2 separate regions of the Podarcis muralis genome follow, and region 1 is linked to region 2. The links are chromatin contacts, called in public Hi-C maps. All regions are on one chromosome and are shown on one strand. The core of a region is the stretch at or near the end of the contact, and the rest is flanking DNA. Distances in the headings are between cores, read along the strand shown.

What was found. Hi-C and Micro-C count contacts between places; a contact is called where the count stands out from the background.
Region 1: a contact with region 2 is called in a Hi-C map of tail, with 5 times the contacts expected there. The contact joins the promoter of PGPEP1 here to the promoter of RAB8A in region 2. A contact is called at or near these places in 2 of 3 Hi-C or Micro-C datasets (blood and tail).

What each region holds. Positions count from the first base shown.
Region 1 is chr18:13,865,624-13,868,480 of rPodMur119.hap1.1, reverse strand. It overlaps PGPEP1 (pyroglutamyl-peptidase I), which reads right to left and starts at 1,265. Exons shown (of 5, transcript XM_077921748.1): 1 at 1,140-1,265.
Region 2 is chr18:13,141,582-13,144,311 of rPodMur119.hap1.1, reverse strand. It overlaps RAB8A (RAB8A, member RAS oncogene family), which reads left to right and starts at 1,312. Exons shown (of 8, transcript XM_077921970.1): 1 at 1,312-1,472; 2 at 2,311-2,371; 3 at 2,723-2,730. The coding sequence starts at 1,349. AP1M1 (adaptor related protein complex 1 subunit mu 1) reads right to left here and starts at 985. Exons shown (of 12, transcript XM_028713417.2): 1 at 817-985. The coding sequence starts at 858.

The sequences.
Region 1 (2,857 bases), core at 16-2,515, 720 kb before region 2:
AATAACACACAACGAAAAGAGCTTTGCTCAACCACACATACAACATAATTTTCACACAATCGCCCTAAATTGCCCAGGGATTACTTTCACAAAAGCACAACTAGGAACCTTCTTCTCCTGTCCCCCCCCCCCCAAACCACCCTTCACGCCACTTTCCCAGAAGATCTGGTTTAAAATTTCAGTAGGTAACAATTCGAATGAGGCAATGATAAATATAGTTATTTGGGGGGGGGGGTTAAGGAGGAGGAGCTTTGGAAAGGCTGGAAGGAGAGAAGGCATTCAGGGGAAGGGTCAAAAGAAAATGAGTAAGAGGGAAGGAGAGATGATTTCAGGGAGATGATTCAGGGGAGGGGAGTTGAAAGGGCTGGAGCAGCAGCAGAAAGAAAGGGGGATGGAAAAAAAGGAAGAGTTTAATCCTAAGAGGGCTCTGTTGGGTGGGGCTGACTGTTGCTTCTGCAGTCACATAACGGGAAAGCACAGCGTTTATTTATTATTAATTTTGAGAAGAGTTAAGTTTTTGAAAAAAGGAAAAAGAGAGGAAGGATCTAAAGAGGGAGGGGCCAATTAATTAGCATTAATTAAACTTGCTTCTTCAATCACATAACGGGAAACCACACCATTTCTTTCTTTCTTTTTCCTTAATTTTGTGAAGAGTTAAGTTAAAAAAAATCAGGAAAGAGAGGAAGGCTCGAGAGAGGGAGGGGCCAATTAATTAGCATTAATTAAGCTGTTGCTTCAATCACATAACGGGAAATTTACTTATTTATTTAGAATTGTGAGAAGAGCTAAGTTTAAAAGAAAGAACAGGAAAAAGAGAGGAAGGGTCTAAAGAGGGAGGGGCCAATCATTGAGCATTAATTAAACGAGGCAAGAGTGGATTTTTTTAATTAAAAAAAAGTGGAGGAGAGGAAGAGAAACAAATGGCAAGTTAGTGACAAGTCAGAACTTTCGTTTATTGGGAAGGCGGAGGGAGGGGGAACCAAAGGCGGGGGGAACCAGAGGCGGGGGTCGCGGGAGGTGGGGGGGCACATTTCGAGGGGGGACAAAGTTCGGCCCTTAAATGCTTCCCCCCCTCAGGAATTCCCCCCCCCATAAAAACCCGAGCCCGGCCCCCTCCTCTGGCTCCAGGCCGCCCTTACCCGTCACCACCACCAGCCGCCGCGGCTTCTCCATGGCTCCTGCCCCGCCGGCCTCCCTCCTGCCCGGCCAACTTGAGGCGACTGAGCCAGCCAGCCCGCCGCGCCCCGCCCCTCCGGGCCAGGCCCCGCCCACCCCACGTGACCGCCCCCCGCCCCGCCCCCTCGCCCGGAGCCCCAAGGAGGACGCGGCGAGAGGGAAGCCTAGAGCGGCACCGGAGCGCCCTCTCGATGGTCTCCCCTCCTGCTTCCTCTTTCCGGCTTCACCATGGAGAGGGGAGGGCCAGAGCGGCTCCCAGCAACTCCCAAACATCATTCCTTTGTAAATTGATGACTTAGTGTAATTATCTTTTCATAGCTCTGAGACCCCTCTACCCTTTTTCTAGCTCTGTGGCCCCTCTGCCCCTTTCCTACCTCTGAGACGCCTCTACCCTTTTCATAGCTCTATGGCCCCTCTACCCCATTTTACCGCTGATACCCCCTCTAGAATTTTCCTAGCTCTATGGCTCCTCTACCCTTTCCTACCTCTCAGGCCTCTCTACCCTTTTCATAGCTCTGTGTTCCCATCTTCCCCCTATTCTGCCCCCTGAGACCCCTCTACCCTTTTCATAGCTCTGTGTTCCCATCTTCCCCCTATTCTGCCCCTGAGGCCCCTCTACCCTTTTCCTAGCTCTATAGCCACTCTGCCCCCCCCGAGGCCCCTCTACCCTTTTCCTAGCTCTATAGCCACTCTGCCCCCCCCCCAGGCCCCTCTACCCGTCTCCTAGCTCTATGGCCACGCTGCCCCCCCCCCCGAGGCCCCTCTACCCATCTCCTACCTCTATGGCCCCTCTGCCCCCCCGCCGAGGCCTCTCTACCCCTCTCCTAGCTCTATGGCCACTCTGCCCCCCCCAGGCCCCTCTACCCGTCTCCTAGCTCTATGGCCACTCTGCCCCCCCCCGGCCCGTCTACCCGTCTCCTAGCTCTATGGCCACGCTGCCCCCCCCCGAGGCCCCTCTACCCATCTCCTACCTCTATGGCCACGCTGCCCCCCCCCGAGGCCCCTCTACCCTTCTCCTAGCTCTATGGCCACTCTGCCCCCCCCCGAGGCCCCTCTACCCATCTCCTACCTCTATGGCCACGCTGCCCCCCCCCGAGGCCCCTCTACCCTTCTCCTAGCTCTATGGCCACTCTGCCCCCCCCCCCGAGGCCCCTCTACCCGTCTCCTAGCTCTATGGCCACGCTGCCCCCCCCCGAGGCCCCTCTACCCTTCTCCTAGCTCTATGGCCACTCTGCCCCCCCCCCGAGGCCCCTCTACCCATCTCCTACCTCTATGGCCCCTCTGCCCCCCCGCCGAGGCCTCTCTACCCCTCTCCTAGCTCTATGGCCACTCTGCCCCCCCCCCGAGGCCCCTCTACCCGTCTCCTAGCTCTATGGCCACTCTGCCCCCCCCAGGCCCCTCTACCCTTCTCCTAGCTCTATGGCCACGCTGCCCCACCCGAGGCCCCTCTACCCTTCTCCTAGCTCTATGGCCCCTCTGCCCCCCCCCCGAGTCCTCTCTACCCGTCTCCTAGCTCTATGGCCACTCTGCCCCCCCGCCGAGGCCCCTCTACCCTTCTCCTAGCTCTATGGCCACTCTGCCCCCCCCCCCGAGGCCCCTCTACCCATCTCCTACCTCTATGGCCCCTCTGCCCCCCCCGCCGAGGCCTCTCTACCCCTCTCCTAGCTCTATGGCCACTCTG
Region 2 (2,730 bases), core at 63-2,562:
ACCAAACATCAAGCCTTTCAGACGTGACAGGGCTGCCTTCCGAGTCCTGGACAGGTGGGCTGCTTTTGGCTAGAGAGGCTCCATTCCTCGGTCCAGTATCCCTGAAGGAGCGTCTCCACCCCCATCGTCCAGCCCTGATACTGAGATCCAGCGCCGAGGGCCTTCTGGTGGTTCCCTCCCTGCAAGAAGTGAGGTTACAGGGAACCAGGCAGAGGGCCTTCTCCGTGGTGGCACCCACCCTGTGGAACGCCCTCCCAGCAGATGTCAAAGAGAAAAACAACTACAGTGGTACCTCGGGTTAAGTACTTAATTCGTTCCGGAGGTCCGTTCTTATCCTGAAACTGTCCTTAACCTGAAGCACCACTTTAGCTAATGGGGCCTCCTGCTGCTGCCGCGCCGCCGGAGCACAATTTCTATTCTCATCCTGAAGCAAAGTTCTGAACCTGAGGTACTATTTCTGGGTTAGCGGAGTCTGTAACCTGAAGCCTGTGTAACCTGAAGCATCTGTAACCCGAGGTAGCACTGTACCAAACTTTTAGAGTCTGAAGGCAGCCCAGTTTAGGGAAGCTTTTAATGTTTAATAGGCTATTGTATTTTAGTGTTTTGTTGGAAGCCTGAGGAAACCCAGCCAGATGGGCGGGGTATAGATAATAAATTATTATTATAATTCCCTTTTCCTCTGCTCATCCCTTGGGGGGGGGGGGAGTCCCACTGGACACCCCCCCCACTGAAGGAACCCCCTCCCCGGCCCCTCCCCCCCCCGCTTTTTCCTGTCAGGCGGAGGCGGGTAGACTGCTCCTGCCCAGGGAGGCTCACCTTCCCTTTGAGGTCCAGCACGTAGACGGCGCTGGCGGACATGGCGAGGCGCTCGGAGGGGGGCGGGGAGGCCCACAGGCGACCCCTCCCGGGCGGCAGCAGCAGCGGCCTCGGCGAGCTCCCAGGCGCCGCTTCCCCGCTTCGGAGCCGGAGAGGCCGCACCAACGACGCGCGCGGGCTAGAGCGGCGCTCTCTTCCGGCGCGCGGGTCGTGACGTAGCTATTACAGCGGCGCTCTCCCTCTTGCTCTTTCGGCGCGCGCATCATGACGTGGACTTAGAGCGTCCCTCTCTCTTTTTCGTCGCGCTCGTCGTGACGTAGAGGCTAGAGCGGCGCTCTCCCTCTTTCGCAGCGCACGCGTCATGACGTCGCCTCCAACGGAGGTTGCTGACGTGGCACCAATGGGATCGCCGGGCCTCGGCCGGAGGCGGGAGTTCCGCCGGCCTCCTCCAATGGGAGCCTCCCCGCCCCGCGGACGGGCAGCCCCGCGGGCCTATCGCCACCCGCGGCCGCCGCTTCCCGGCCTGAGGAACATGGCGAAGACCTACGACTACCTCTTCAAGCTGCTGCTGATCGGCGACTCCGGGGTGGGGAAGACGTGCGCGCTCTTCCGCTTCAGCGAGGACGCCTTCAACGCCACCTTCATCTCCACCATCGGTGCGCCGGCCCCCGCCCCTCTCCGTCGCCATGGCAACCGCGGAGCGCCCCCTCCCCCCCCCCGAGATGGCAGGCCGACCTCGCGGGGTTGGTGGGAGGACCCGGAAGGGGGGGGAAGGCTCCAGCTGACGCCCCCCAAAAGAATTATAATGCACCTGACATCCCCCCAAGATAATAATAATAGCCTGCAACTGACACCCCCTAATAATAACAATAATCATAGCCTGTAGCTGACACCCCCCAAAAGAATAATAATGCAGCTGACACCCCATAATAATAATAATAATAATAATAACAATAATAATGCAGCTGACGGTGCGGGAAACACCTCTGGGGCTGGCATGCAAAGTGCGGGGGGGGGGCAGCCTTGTGGGGAAAGACGGGAGGAAAATAAACGGAGTTCCAGGGGGCAGCAAAAAAGGAGACGGAGAGCTTAATATGTGGCGCTGTGGGTTAAACCACAGAGCCTAGGACTTGCCGATCAGAAGGTTGGCAGTTCGAATCCCCGCCATGACGGGGTGAGCTCCCGTTGCTCGGTCCCTGCTCCTGCCCACCTAGCAGTTCGAAAGCACGTCAAAGTGCAAGTAGCTAAATAGGTCCCGCTCCGGCGGGAAGGCAAATGGCGTTTCTGCTCTGGTTCGCCAGTAGCGGCTTAGTCCTGCTGGCCACATGACCCAGAAGCTGTACACCGGCTCCCTCGGCCAATAAAGCGAGATGAGCGCCGCAACCCCAGAGTCAGCCACGACTGGACCTAATGGTCAGGGTTCCCTTTACCTTTTTAATAATTGTCAGCTGTCAAGTGCCACCTGTTAACTGGCGGGTGGTCTTCTCTGTGCAGGAATCGATTTCAAGATCAGGACGATTGAGCTTGATGGCAAGAAGATTAAGCTGCAGATCTGGTAAGGCAGCCCAGGAAATTATCCTTTCCAGTTTGTTGGGGGGGTGCGTGTTCCTGAGACTCCTACGAGGAAGGGGCTGCCACCCTGACATGGGTGGCAGCCCTACAGATGATCCCTGACAAGGCCACTGTGATGGCAGAGCAGTGGCACAGCTTATGTTGCTGCCACGGCGGGAAGAACGCAGAACATCCCAAAATGGCGCAGCAGCACACTAACCTCCTGGGCCTTCTCCCGGCACGGCGGGCCTTTTACCCCACGCTAGAGCTTCTCGGCCAGCGTAACTTGAGGGCAAGGCAGCGGAGGCCCTGCCTGGCTGTTGTCGTCATTTCTCTTCTTGTGCCTTTCCTCCAGGGACACTG